2 separate regions of the Sus scrofa genome follow, and region 1 is linked to region 2. A link is a contact called in public Hi-C data. All regions are on one chromosome and are shown on one strand. Each heading gives the region's core, a stretch centred on a gene start, on an enhancer-like site or on the middle of the called end of the contact. The rest is flanking DNA. Distances are from core to core; before and after follow the strand shown. Region 1 overlaps PGPEP1 (pyroglutamyl-peptidase 1). Region 2 holds the start of SSBP4 (single-stranded DNA-binding protein 4).

Region 1 (6,319 bases), core at 850-3,349, 85 kb before region 2:
GGAGGTTCCCAGACTAGGGGTCCAATCGGAGCTGTGGCTGCCAGATCTGAGCTGCATAGCAATGCCAGATCTGAGCTGCATCTTCGACCTACGCCACAGCTCACAGCAATGCCGGATCCTTAACCCACTGATAGAGGCCAGGGATCGAACCCTCGACCTCATGGTTCCTGGTCGGATTCGTTAATCACTGAGCCTCATCGGGAACTCCGGAAATACACTTTTAATTTCAGAATAATTTCAGACTTACAGAGGAATTGCAAAGATAATACAAGGAGTTTCCACATACCCCTTGCTTTCTGCTAGTGTTAACATCTTATATAATGACTACATTTCTCAAAATAAAGAAGCCAGCATTGGTCCATTACTGTTCACTAAACTCTACTCTTTATTCAAGTTTCATGAGTTTTCCTACTAATGTCCATTTTCTGTTCTAGCAGCCTGTCCAGGACCCTACATTGCATTTATCAGGGCATCTTTTTTTTTTTTTTTTTCTGATTGCTACTTTAACATTTGATGTCAGATGCTTTGGGTTTTTTTTAATTGAGATATAATTTTATTGAGATATACTCATGTACCATAATTTTTTTTTTTTTTTTTTTTTTTTGTGTGTGTGTTTTGGGGCCGCACCCATGGCATATGGAGTTCCCAGGCTAGGGGTCAAATTGGAGTTGCAGCTGCTGGCCTACACCATAGCCACAGCAACATGGGATCCAAGCCATGTCTGCTACCCACACCACAACTCACAGCAACACCAGATCCTTAACCCACTGAGCGAGGCCAGGGATTGAACCTGCATCCTCATGGATGATAGTCGGGTTCATTACTGCTGAGCCAGGATGGGAACTCCAAAATTTACCTTTTTAAAATGTGTAATTTAATGGTTTATAGTATATTCACAAAGTTGTACAACCATCACCTCTACCTTAATCAAGAACATTTTCATCACCCCAAAAGAAACCCCATACCCATTAGCTATCACTCCTATTCCTCCTTTCCCTCGGTCCCTGGCAATCACTAATTTACCTTCTGTCTGTATAGATTTACCTGTTCTGGACAATTCATATAAATGGAATCATACAGGGAGTTCCCATCGTGGCTCAGTGGTTAACGAATCCGACTAGGAACCATGAGGTTTCGGGTTCGGGTTCGGTCCCTGCCCTTGCTCAGTGGGTTAACGATCCAGCGTTGCCGTGAGCTGTGGTGTAGGTTGCAGACGTGGCTTGGATCCCGCATTGCTGTGGCTGTGGCGTAGGCCGGTGGCTACAGCTCCAATTCGACCCCTAGCCTGAGAACCTCCATATGCCGTGGCAGCAGCCCAAGAAATAGCAAAAAAACAAACAAAAAAGAATGGAATCATACAAGAGGTAGTGTTTCGTGTCTGCCTTCTTTCACCCAGTATAATATTTTCAAAGTCCATTCATGTTGTAGCATGGATCAATACTTCACTCCTTTTCATGGTTGAGTAATATTCCTTTGTATGGATAAATCACATTTTGTTTATTTGTTCACCCATTGATGGGCATTTGGGTTATTTCCCCCTTTTGGTTATTATGAATAATTCTGCTGTGGACATTCACATACAAGTTTTTGCGTGGATGTAGGTTTTCATTTCTCATATATATACGCATACACACTTAGGAGGGGAATTGCTGGGTCATATGGTAACTCTGGGTTCACTTTTGTACTTTCCCTACCTCATCCCTGGAATGAGCAACTTCTCCAAGATGTTTTATTCTTTTAGCAGATAATAATATTTGGCAGAAAATATTTAAAACTGGAAGCTGGGAGAATAATATTTAAAACTGGAAGAGAGTTTTAGCAGAGAATACTATTTAAAACTGGAAGCTGAGAGCTGGGTGTGCTCATTGCTACTAGAGTTTACTGCTTCTGAGCTCTGTCAGTGGACAGAGCTGGAAAATAGAGGTGTGTACATTCACACCCACTGCCTTACACATTTCTATATCAAAACTCTGGAGTTTGCACAGATGCCTCCAATTCTGATCCAGTGCCACAGACTTGTGACTCCTTCCTCTGACAGTGTCAGGCTCCTCCCCACCATGATCTCCAGTGTGTTCACTTCTTTTTGATCAATCCTAGAATAAACAGAAAGGAATTTCAGAATTGCTAACTCATGCTTCCCCCAAAAGAAAGCCTGCTCATTCGAATTTAGTATTTGCTTACAGTTCTTTTTGTCTTTAGCCAGAGGACAGAGTCCAAACACTGTGTTCAAACAATTACTTGAGTAATGTCTGTGTGTGTGTGTGTGTGTGTGTGTTTTAAAATAAAAATTGCAAGGAGTTCCCGTCGTGGCGCAGTGGTTAACGAATCCGACTAGGAACCATGAGGTTGCGGGTTCGGTCCCTGCCCTTGCTCAGTGGGTTAACGATCCGGCGTTGCCGTAAGCTGTGGTGTAGGTTGCAGACGCGGCTCGGATCCCGCGTTGCTGTGGTTCTGGTGTAGGCCGGTGGCTACAGCTCCCATTGGACCCCTAGCCTGGGAACCTCCATATGCTGTGGGAGCGGCCCAAGAAATAGCAACAACAACAACAAAAACAAAAAGACAAAAAAAATTAAAATAAAATAAAATAAAAATTGCAATGTTTATTTCAGGTTCTCTCTTAGTTTGTTTTTTTTTTTTTTTTCTTTTTTGCCACAACTGTAGCATGTGAAAGTTCCCAGACCAGGGATTTATTTATTTATTTATTTATTTATTTGTCTTTTGTCCTTTTAGGGCCACACAGTGGCATATGGAGGTTCCCAGGCCAGGGGTCTAATCCGAGCTGTAGCTGCCGGCCTACACCACAGCCACAACGTCAGATGCGAGCCCTGTCTGCGACCTATACCACAGCTCATGGCAATGCCGGATCCTTAACCCATGAGCAATGCCAGGGATTGAACCCGCAACCTCATGGTTCCTAGTTGGATTCGTTTCCACTGTGCCACAAATGGGAACTCCCTAGGCCAGGGGTTGACCTGGCCAGCAGCAGTGACCTGAGCTGCTGCAGTGACAATGCCAGATCCTTAACCTACTGGCCCACAGGGTATCTCCATCCTTTATAGTTTATTACATGATATTAGGACTTTGTTGTTTATCAACTGGAGTTAGTGGATTTGTGTGTGCGTGTGTGCGTGTGTGTGTGTGTGTGTGTGTGTGTGTGTTTTCTAGGGCCTCACCTGAGGCATATGGAGGTTCCCAGGTGAGGGGTCGAATCGGAGCTGTAACTGCCAGCCTACACCACAGCTACAGCAACGCAGGATCCAACCTGTGTCTGCGATGTTCACCACAGCTCACGGCAACGCCGGATCCTTAACTCACTGAGCGAGGCCAGGAATCAAACCCACAACCTCATGGTTCCTAGTTGGATTCGTTAACCACTGAGCCACGACGGGAACTCCAGATTTTTTTAAATTTGAGTTAGTTTTAAAAGGAATAAAAACTATTTTTGGTAGAAGAGAGAAGTGCTATAAACTATTTTTGAAATAGTTCATACATGAAAAATATATACACACTATATAGTGCAAACATGAGATTATAGTGGCTGAGTATTTAATATAATGTGTTTTAGAAAAAGCGTATATGAGCAGCACATCAAGTCCTGTAACTTCTTGGATATTGTCAATTAGGGATGAAGCTAAATTTATTTAAGGGAAAAAAATTAAGTGAATGAGTTTGAGGCAAACATTAAATAAGTATTAGCTCCATTGGGGAAACAGCTGAAATGGTGGGCTATCCAGCATGAGGCTTTGGGAAAGGTGTTCTGTGCCTCTAAGCTCATGACTCTCCAGAAAACTCACATTTCTTGAAATTGAAAAGTTTGTGCATCCCCATCTTCCCTACATGGTCAAGATCCTGATAAAAAGACAGGATTGGGAGTTCCCTTTGTGGCTCAGTGGTTAATGAAACTGACTACGATCCATGAGGATGAGGGTTCCATCCCTGGCCTTGCTCAGTGGGTTAAGGATCTGGTGTTGCCGAGAGCTGTGGTGTAGGTCACAGACGTGGCTCGGATCTGGCATTGCTGTGGCTGTGGCATAGGCCAGTAGCTACAGCTCTGATTAGACCCCTAGCCTGGGAACCTCCATATGCCATGGCTACAGCCCTAGAAAGACAAAAAAAAAAAAAAAAAAAAAAAAGAGAGAGGGAGTTAATCGTTTAAGGGAAGTGAGTTAGGAGGACTACAGATTTCTTGCCTGTGTACATCCGGGTCCTTCCACCTGGCCAGGCTGTTGAGAGTTTGAAGTTCCTGTGAATTGTGTGAAGATGACATTGAAGTGGGCATTTATTCTGTAGATTTCAAATTTTTCCATTGAGTTTGAGAGAAAAGCAGGAAGGAACTCCAGAAAGTTCTAGAGGATTTAAAATTGGAACTCGAGGAGTTCCCGTCGTGGCGCAGTGGTTAACGAATCCAACTAGGAACCATGAGGTTGCGGATTCCATCCCTGGCTCAGTGGGTTAAGGATCCGGCGTTGCCGTGAGCTGTGGTGTAGGTTGCAGACGGGGCTCAGATCCCACGTTGCTGTGGCTCTGGCGTAGGCCGGCGGCTACAGCTCCAATTAGACCCCTAGCCTGGGAACCTCCATATGCCCAAGAAATGGCAAAAAGACAATATAATAAAAGTAAAGTGAAATAAAATAAAATAAAATAAAATAGGAACTTGATGCTTCCCAGCTTTCAGCCCATGAAGTACAGCTGGCAAAGAGCCAAACTCTCCTCTCCAATGGGGAGAGTTTGGTGTGCAGGGAACAGCTTGGGCTGCAGGGAATAATATGTGCTTAGATCCCAGACTCGGGGCAGAGGCTCAAGGGAAGCTGTTTGTCATCCTGTTAACAGGCTCCTCGGAGCCCCTGGTGTCAGCAAAATAAGAGATGTCTTTGGTGTCTGTGTTCAGGGAACCATCCATAGGTAAGGCGATGGATACAGACTGTAGCTTTCAGCTTTCTCTTTTTCAAATTGTGATAAAATACACATCACATACAATTTACCATTTTAACCATTTGTAAGGTTATAGCCAGTGGCATTAAGTACTTTACTGCTGTGCAACCAACACTATCATCCAACTCTGGGACTTTTTCATCTTCCCAGACTGAAACTCTCTTCCTATTAAATACTAACTCCCCATTCTCCCTTCTCCCCAGTCCCTGGCACCTTCCCCCGCCCCCCATTTTCTGTCTCTGAATCTGACTGCTTCAGGGACCTCGTGTAACTGAAATTGTGCAGTTTTTGTCCTTTTGCATCTGGCTTTTTTTTAAATTTAATTTATTATTATTATTATTATTATTGCTTTTTAGGGCTGCACCAACTGCATATGGAGGTTCCCAGGCTAGGGTTCAAATTGGAGCTACAGCTGCCAGCCTACACTACAGCCACAGCAACTCGAGATCCGAGCTGCATCTTTGACCTATACCACAGTTCACGGGAACACCAGATTCTTAACCCATTGAGCGAGGCCAGGGATTGAACCCACCTCATGGATCCTAGTCAGATTCATTTCCGCTGTGCCATGATGGGAACTCTGCCTGTCTCATTTCTGAATCCTCAGACCCTTTGAAAAACGGGCCCTCTGATTCCCATCACACAGTCTAGGAAATTGAGACTTTGATGACAAGGGAGCATGAATAAAAGTATTAATGATCAAGAAAAATGATTTGGGAGTTCCCGTCATGGCGCAGTGGTTAACGAATCTGACTAGGAACCATGAGGTTGCAGGTTCAGTGCCTGCCCTTGCTCAGTGGGTTAACGATCCGGCGTTGCCGTGAGCTGTGGTATAGGTTGCAGACGCGGCTCAGATCCCGAGTTGCTGTGGCTCTGGCGTAGGCCGGTGGCTGCGGCTCCAATTAGACCCCTAGCCTGGGAACCTCCATATGCCACAGGGGCGGCCCAAGAAATAGCAAAAAGACAAAAAAAAAAAAAAAAAGATCCAACCCCCTTGTCCCCCAACCATCTGCCCAGCAATGTCTGCATCTCACCATGCACTAAGTTTGGGTAGTGGGTTTGCACTCTGACCTCCTTGGTACAGCTCTGGGATTTCTGGGGCCGAGGTAGTCTCTAGTCTCACACATCACTGGGCTTGGCAAGAGGGTTGGGGTCCCAGTTCCTTATGTTGGCTTTTTTTTTTTTTTTCCCATGTCTTTTGTCTTTTTAGGGCCACACCCACGGCATATGGAAGTTCCCAGGCTAGGGGTTGAATCAGAGCTACAGCTGCCGGCCTACACCACAGCTGAAGCAACGCTGGATCCAAGCCGCGTCTGTGACCTACACCACAGCTCATGGCAACGCTGGATCCTAACCCACTGAGTGAGGCCAGGGATCAAACCTGAAA
Region 2 (6,702 bases), core at 3,159-5,658:
TGGACCCACAGATGGTTTTGGAAGTAGGGCAGTGTACTGGCTCAGGTTGAGCTTTGTGGAGTATGAACAGGATGGGGTGGGGGTTGGGGAGGGAGCTGCGGGATCGACTGAGGCTCCTCCGCCCCGTCCTCCAGGGTCCTTTCTCCCACCTGGAGTTCCTCACGAATCTGAGAGCCGGGGGCTGAGGTTCAGTAGGCTCCCGCTCAAGGCCACACGGCCAGGGTTCAAATGTAGGTCCAGATCCTCCATCTGAGAAGTTCTGCCTTCAGGTGATCGGTCTTGGGGTATAATCCCCATTTCGCAAACCAACACTACAAAGGGTTGCCGGCTCTCCAAGGAGTCCAGCGGGTCTCAAAGACCCTTCGCCTGGTGCCCGTGCCCCTCCCCTCCCAGGGAGCTGGCTCCCCGACCAGGTCTAGGCTGGAACCTCCAACCGCACCCCAGCCTGCCCCGGTGCTCACCAGCTGCTGTGGTTTCTTCCCTCCCGGCCGTTGTTTGGGTTTTAATTTTGTGTTGCAGTTAGAAAATTACCCCTAATTACAGCTTCTGAGAGGAAACGTCTGATGGCTCAGACCCTGCTCCCAGCTGTGGCCGCCACCCACGCACGGCTGGGGAAGGGCTGCTGGGGTCTGCAGGCGGAATCCTGGCTGCTTCCCAAATCCCCCCTCCCCCATTAATGGGCAGCTCCCACCTCCTGTGGAGAGGAAGAACCTTCATCAGGAAAACCCAAACCAGCCTTCCCAAAGACTTCCCAACATACTCATGGACCCCACCCCCACCCCCACCCCCGCTGTTTCTGCGGGGAAGGCAGATCCATGGGGAGGAGGGAGGCTTCTGACAGAGAACCTGAGGCATTATTTTATCAAAATAGTGATAAGTCCAACCAAGGCTAGTGCAGAACCAGTAATCTGGAGGAGGTGGCCAGGGAAGGCGAAGAGGGAGGGAGAGGTGAAAGATGGAGAAGGAGAAGTGGGGGAGGAGGGAAAGGAGGAGGAAGAGAAGGAGGGTGGGGGAGAAGGAACGCTGCGGCCAAAGGCCGAAGGAGGAACCAGAATAGTCCAGGCCTGGAGCCGGAGAAAGAGCGCTCCAGGCAGCAGGAACAGCCAGTGCAAAGGCTGGGAGGTGGGCCTATGAAGAGTGCCTCTGAATAATGGAAGGGCTGGAAGGAGTAAATGAGGGGAGGGTTGGCTCCTCCTCCAGGCGGTCCCCCTGCGCTACAAGCAGACCCGGCTTCGGGTTCCTCCAGGCACCGACTCCGACCGCTTAGGGCTGAGGTTTGCGAGCATGGGTGGTTCTTAGAGGCAGAGACCCAGCTCAGGGCTGCAGTCCCCGCGTGGCCACAGGGGGGCGACCGGGAGCCAGCAAAAAGGTTGCAGGTCTGGGGTCCAACTTTCACCCTTAGCGCTCCTCGCTTACCGTTCCCCGCTCACTTTGGCTCCTAAATCAATTCCTGGGCCAGGACCCCTGCCTACCTGGGCCAACCTCCCTGCCTCCTCCATGCCATCCCGATCCACCCGGCAGCCCCCATGAAGCTTCTTAAAATCTTGATGCAGATCCCGTCCCTCGCGGCTAACACACCTTCCGATGGCTCCCTTTTCCTTTTAGAACAAATCCCGACCGGTCTCCGCCAGGAGTGCTCCGGCCCCTCGGTTCCTCTATCCCCTGCTGCAGCCACACTGCCCTCCTCGCTCTGCCTCAACATTTTAATCTTGTGCCCACCTCAGGGCCTTTGCACTTGCCGCGACAGCAATCTGAGCACTCTCCTTGCAGATCTTTCGGATCCACCCCTCCCCTTATTGAAATTTTTTTCCTTTTCCCCCTCACGTCCCTCCTTTGCAAGGGGGATCGGGGGCGGTGTTTCTATGGGTTCTGTTCTTGCTAGGCGTGAGCCCTGCCTGGGTGGATGTGCCCGCGACTCAGCTTCCCGGTCGCTGCGTGGGGCCCAGAGGTCGCTCTTCTCGGACTTTTCCGCCCTCGCTGAGGCTGTTTTGGAGATCCGCCCCGGTTGCCATGAGAACGGCGCTCTCCGCTCCCGCCAGCCGTGCCTCCCCCTCTGCAACTCGCCGGGCCGCGGGTGCCTCCGCCTCCCAGCCTCCTTTCCTCCCTCCGCCCCAGCGGTTGCCCGGTCCTCTTCACCGGGGTCCCCTCCCTCTGCCCAGCACGTGGCACTCCCTGAAATTAGCCTACTGACTCGCCAGCTTTTGACGTTCGGCCCTCCCTTTGCTTCACAAGCAATAGCAACACGTCCAGACTGGTCCACAGAGCCCGGCACACAGCAGGCACTCAATAAATGTTTGCGCGGAGGATGAAGGCTCACGCCGACTTAAGGAGCGGCGGCTCAGAGATAGCGGGGGGCCCAACCAGGGCACAGAATCCTAGGGAGCCACAGAACATTAGGAGATAAATGGGGAGCGCCTGGATGGGGGCGTCCGTAGTGCCCGGCAGTCACAGCTGTCACCAATACACTGTGTGACCTGGGTGAGTCACACCCTCTGTGTGCCTGGCTGAAGAGCGGTGATGGGCACTGGTGGGCATTACGATGAGGGTGTCCTTGATGTCCACATCCCCTGGCGGCCCCGGGGACATTGGGCAGTCGCCAGCTCGACGCCCGACAGAATCAAGTCTGCCGCGCCCCATTAAAACGCAGAGAGGGCCCCTCCTCCGCGCCGGCCTGGGGCCTAGGAGGCCCGCGGGAGAGGAAGCTGGGGGAGGGGACGACCGGCTGGACAGGAAGTGGGAAGGGCTGGCGTCCCCCCCAACCCCGGCCGGGGCCCCTCAGGATGGAGGCGGGGCTGACGACCGCCTGGCCCTGCCCTTCCCTTCCTCCTCGTCCGTCTGGAACCCCAGCGGTTCAGGACTTCCCGCCCGCCAGAAGCCTTGGGTCGGAGGGAGGCCATTGGGGGCGGTTCTAAGAGGGAAGCATAATGGGGGTCGTAGGGCAGCGGGAAGGGCGTTCCGATCAAGGCTCGCGCGCGCGCGCGCGCGCACACACAAACACACAACATGGGAAATCTGAGCGCACAACCACACAACAGAGGTCCCAGGGAGGCAGCAATCCAACCTAGTGCACAAAATGTGACGTGGCGTCACTTGGCCCCCCAAAACCGCCGCGGACACGCAGCCACCGTCGCAGAGCCAGGGACAGTTGCCCCGCCAGCGACTGGGTACTTGCCAATCCTCCCACACACAGCGATGCACACGTGCACTCACACAGGATCCGCATGTCTACACACACACTGGTTGCACGTAGCAAAAAAAAGAATACCTATGGCAAATATTCCCAGAAGCATCCAGACCTAGAGTCACAGTTGGACCTTGGACCGCCTCTCCTCACCCAGCCCACGCACGCAGCCCACAGGTCCCCTGGCGCACAGGCCTCCACCCCTCCCAAGCACCCCTTGCCCTGCGGGTGTCCTTCCTTGCCTGAGTGTCTGCCTCCACCTTCTCTGAAAATATCCTGGGGGTAGAAGAAGGGTCCCAGGAGAGAGAATGGAATACCCTTTCCCTGCACCCAGGCAAATGGGATTCATGCCATTAACAGCTGGCAACACTGGCAGAGAGGCGGAGCAGGCGGGAGTGACCCAGTCCGTCACCCAGCACCGACTATTGACACGAGGTGTGACAGTAGGGCTGTGCAGAGTGGCTCCCAGCGTGTGGCCTGGGCACCCCAGGAGCTTCTTGTCTGTGTGGTGTCTTTGTGCTGCGAGCATCTCTGTTGTGTGACTGTGCGTTGCGTGTGACTGTGTGACACAGTTATCTGTGGCTCAGTGACAGCCCAGGCCCCTGTGTGGAGCCCTCCAGAGGCTGCAACAGGGTGCCCCAGGGTGACAGCAAGTAGCTGCTTGGGCTCATTCCACAGCTGTTGGAAGATGTGCCATAGCGGTTCCAAATGCGTGTCTATGCAGGTGTGTGCCGAGGTGCGCGTGGTCTGTTTCAGTGTTCTGTAACAGCAACTATTTAAGCTGTGTATACCTGCGTGTCTCTGGGCAGACTGTGTATGGCGGTCCCCACCTGTGCTGCGGGGTGATACATCCAGTGTGACTGCCTGTAGCTTTATAGGTCTATCAGTAGTTATTCCAGTAGTTATGCGGACTTACGTGTGGAGTCTTGTGTCGGAGAATGCTATCGCAATTAAGTGTGGGCTTGTGTTCTTAGGTGTACAATTTGGGTGGCTGGTTCTATTTGGACAATGTGTGTGTAGCCATGATCAGCTGTGTCCCGCTGTGTGCCCCAGAAGTGGTGTCCCCACTCATGCCCTGAGCGTGAGCAGCCCGCGCCCCCTCCCCCCGCGGCGGGCACTGCGCTTGCGCGCCCGGCCCACGGTCCTGGCGGCGGGACCCACCCGCGCTCCTGCCATCGCCCCTTTAAGAGCGGCGCCCGCGAGCGACGGGGAGGCGGCGGGCGGGGGCGCGCGCGGCGGGAGGAGGGGGCGCGCGCTTCCCGGAACAGCCCGCGCTGAGGGAAGAGAGGAAGAAAATAAAACCCGTGGTCAGAGCCAAAGCTGGAGCTGCCGCCGCCGCTGCCGTCTCGGCCGTTTGGAGCTCCCCCGCGCGGACGATGCCCGCGATGCCCGCGCGGGGCTCGGGGTGGTGAGGCCCGGGACGCGGGGTAGCTATGGCGACCGGGAGCGCGGCCCGCGGCGCCGCCTGACAGGTGTGGGGCCCCAGCGCGGCGGCGGCGGCACGGAGCAGGATGTACGCCAAGGGGGGCAAGGGCTCGGCCGTGCCCTCCGACAGCCAGGCACGCGAGAAGTGAGTCAGTGGGCCGGGACCTCGGGAGCCGGGGGCGGGGCTCAGTGGCCGCGCCGCTTCCGTGGGCCCCACCGCCAGCGGGCACTGCGTTGGGCACTGCGTTGGGCACGTGGGTGCGGGGTGCAGGGCGTGCGGGGCCAGAGCACGCTCGAAGGGCCGCGAGATTTGAGCGGGTGCGCGAGACCCGAGGGGGCTCAAGGAGGCGCGAGATACGTGGGAGCGCTCAAAACCCAAAGGGTCATGAGGGATTTAAGGGGTCGCGAGATTTGAGGGGACGCGCGAGACTCGAGAGGTTGAAAGAGTAGTAGGGGCGCAGGAGACCCGAGGGGTGCGAGATTTGCGGGGGCGCGCGAGACTCGAGGGTGCGAGATTTGAGGGGGCGCGCGAGATCCTAGAGTGACTAGAGGGTCGCGAGACCTCCCCGACGGTCGAGACTTGGGTGTGCAAGGTTGCATATGTGAGTGCATGGAGTCACAGTTTGTGTAGCTTCCTCCATCCTCCCAGGAAGTTTCCCAGGTAGGGGACACTGCTTACTCTGGTACTTCTGCTCCTTGGGAAAAGCTTGAGAGATGATAGAAGGGCCTGCAAGGCCACCTGTCCAAGCGGGCTTGGGGCGGCTGGATGGGGCCCTGAGGAAGCTGCAAGGCTCACAGTCCTGGGGCCTGCCACTTGTTCTGGGGCTGGGCTGGGCTGTGGGTAGCAGATGCTTTCAGGCTGTTAGAAGGATAGGTAGCTAATTTCCAGACTCTGTGATGAGAGCTTCTTGGGGTGGGGAGGCAGCAGGGCTGCTGTGCTTCCCTTGCCTTCTGACACTGTCTCTTAACCTGTTTTGTGGCTTTGGATGAGGGAGCACCCCCTGCTAGGCTCACTTTCCCTTCCTTATAAATGCAGTGCCATCTCTTAGGTTTGGGGAGCATTTGAAAGGTGCTGGAGCTGCGACTGCCTCACAGTAAGGGCACCCAATGGTTTTGCAGTATTGTTAAAGTGCCAGAGAGAAGGGAAGGCTTGCCATGGCTGATGGCCAATGGTTGATTCACAAGATCCTAGAAGGACTTGAATGTCTGGGTGGTGAGGAAGCCCCTTGGACATGGGCTCTTTCCTGTTCTGCCTTTTCTGCCTGGGCTGACATTGAGGTCACTGCCCCACCCCACTCCTACATACACACATAAGGATGAGTGTCCATTCTCTACCCAGCCTTGGGGTCATTTTGGAGAAGAGCCTTCTGGCCAAAAGATGCTAGGTAGATGAGTACTTTTCTAGGCTTGTCTTGTCGATCTGCACAGTTATGAGGTGGGCTCCATTTCCAGGCACCTTCGAGCAGGAAGGCTTTTTGAAACTGGCACCTGGCTCTTTTGAGGTTGGAAGCAGGGGATGTCTGGATACCCAACTCCTGGGAATCCTGGCACATCTGCAGCCATCCTTTTACCCTGGCTGCTGGGATCTAGGGGCTACCACTCCCTCAGTGGGAATTGTTCACTTGTTCAGACATGTGCTGGGCTGGGTCCTGGGGCATAGTGGTTGGAAAGGCACACCTTGGCCCTGAAGAAGCCCACATCCTAGCTAGGAGGCAAGCGAGTTACTTAGCAAGCTGATGTGAAGATCTTGGGATGTGCTATGAAGAAAGCAAAGTGGGAGGTAGTGAAGTGTGAGGGAGGTGCCAGGTGTGCAGAGACCTGGAGGAAGAGCTGATGGCTGAGGGCACAGCAAGTGCAGAGTCCCTAGGGTGAGGCCAGGCAAAAGAGCTAGGGCTGGTGTCCAGGGGTGGGGTGTGCCGTATGAGCCAGAGAGGCATGTGTTTGAAAGTGCATTCCAGCTCTTTTGTGGACTAGGGCTTATTTGGGGTTGGTGGGGGTAGAGGACCAGGAGACCTGGGAAAGGCAGGCACAGTTAACTGGGAGAGAGCTAATGGTGGCAGCTTAGGTGGTGGTCATGGAGACAGAGTGGAGGAAAT

What was found. Hi-C and Micro-C count contacts between places; a contact is called where the count stands out from the background.
Region 1: a contact with region 2 is called in a Hi-C map of liver, with 2.3 times the contacts expected there. The contact joins the enhancer-like site here to the promoter of SSBP4 in region 2. A contact is called at or near these places in 1 of 5 promoter capture datasets (liver), 4 of 47 Hi-C or Micro-C datasets (embryonic fibroblasts and liver) and 1 of 2 datasets of contacts at active chromatin or transcription factors (alveolar macrophages).

Annotation. Positions count from the first base shown.
Region 1 is chr2:59,464,916-59,471,234 of Sscrofa11.1, reverse strand. The region is part of intron 2 of PGPEP1 (pyroglutamyl-peptidase 1); the gene reads left to right. Among named protein-coding and RNA genes, the nearest start is that of PGPEP1, 18 kb to the left of the region's middle. Within about 2 kb of position 2,099, at least 3 of the 83 cell types and tissues checked have an H3K27ac peak or open chromatin away from gene starts, as enhancers often do. A contact at or near this core is called in liver, where this site is marked.
Region 2 is chr2:59,382,243-59,388,944 of Sscrofa11.1, reverse strand. It overlaps SSBP4 (single-stranded DNA-binding protein 4), which reads left to right and starts at 4,408. Exons shown (of 17, transcript XM_021083516.1): 1 at 4,408-4,751. The coding sequence starts at 4,693.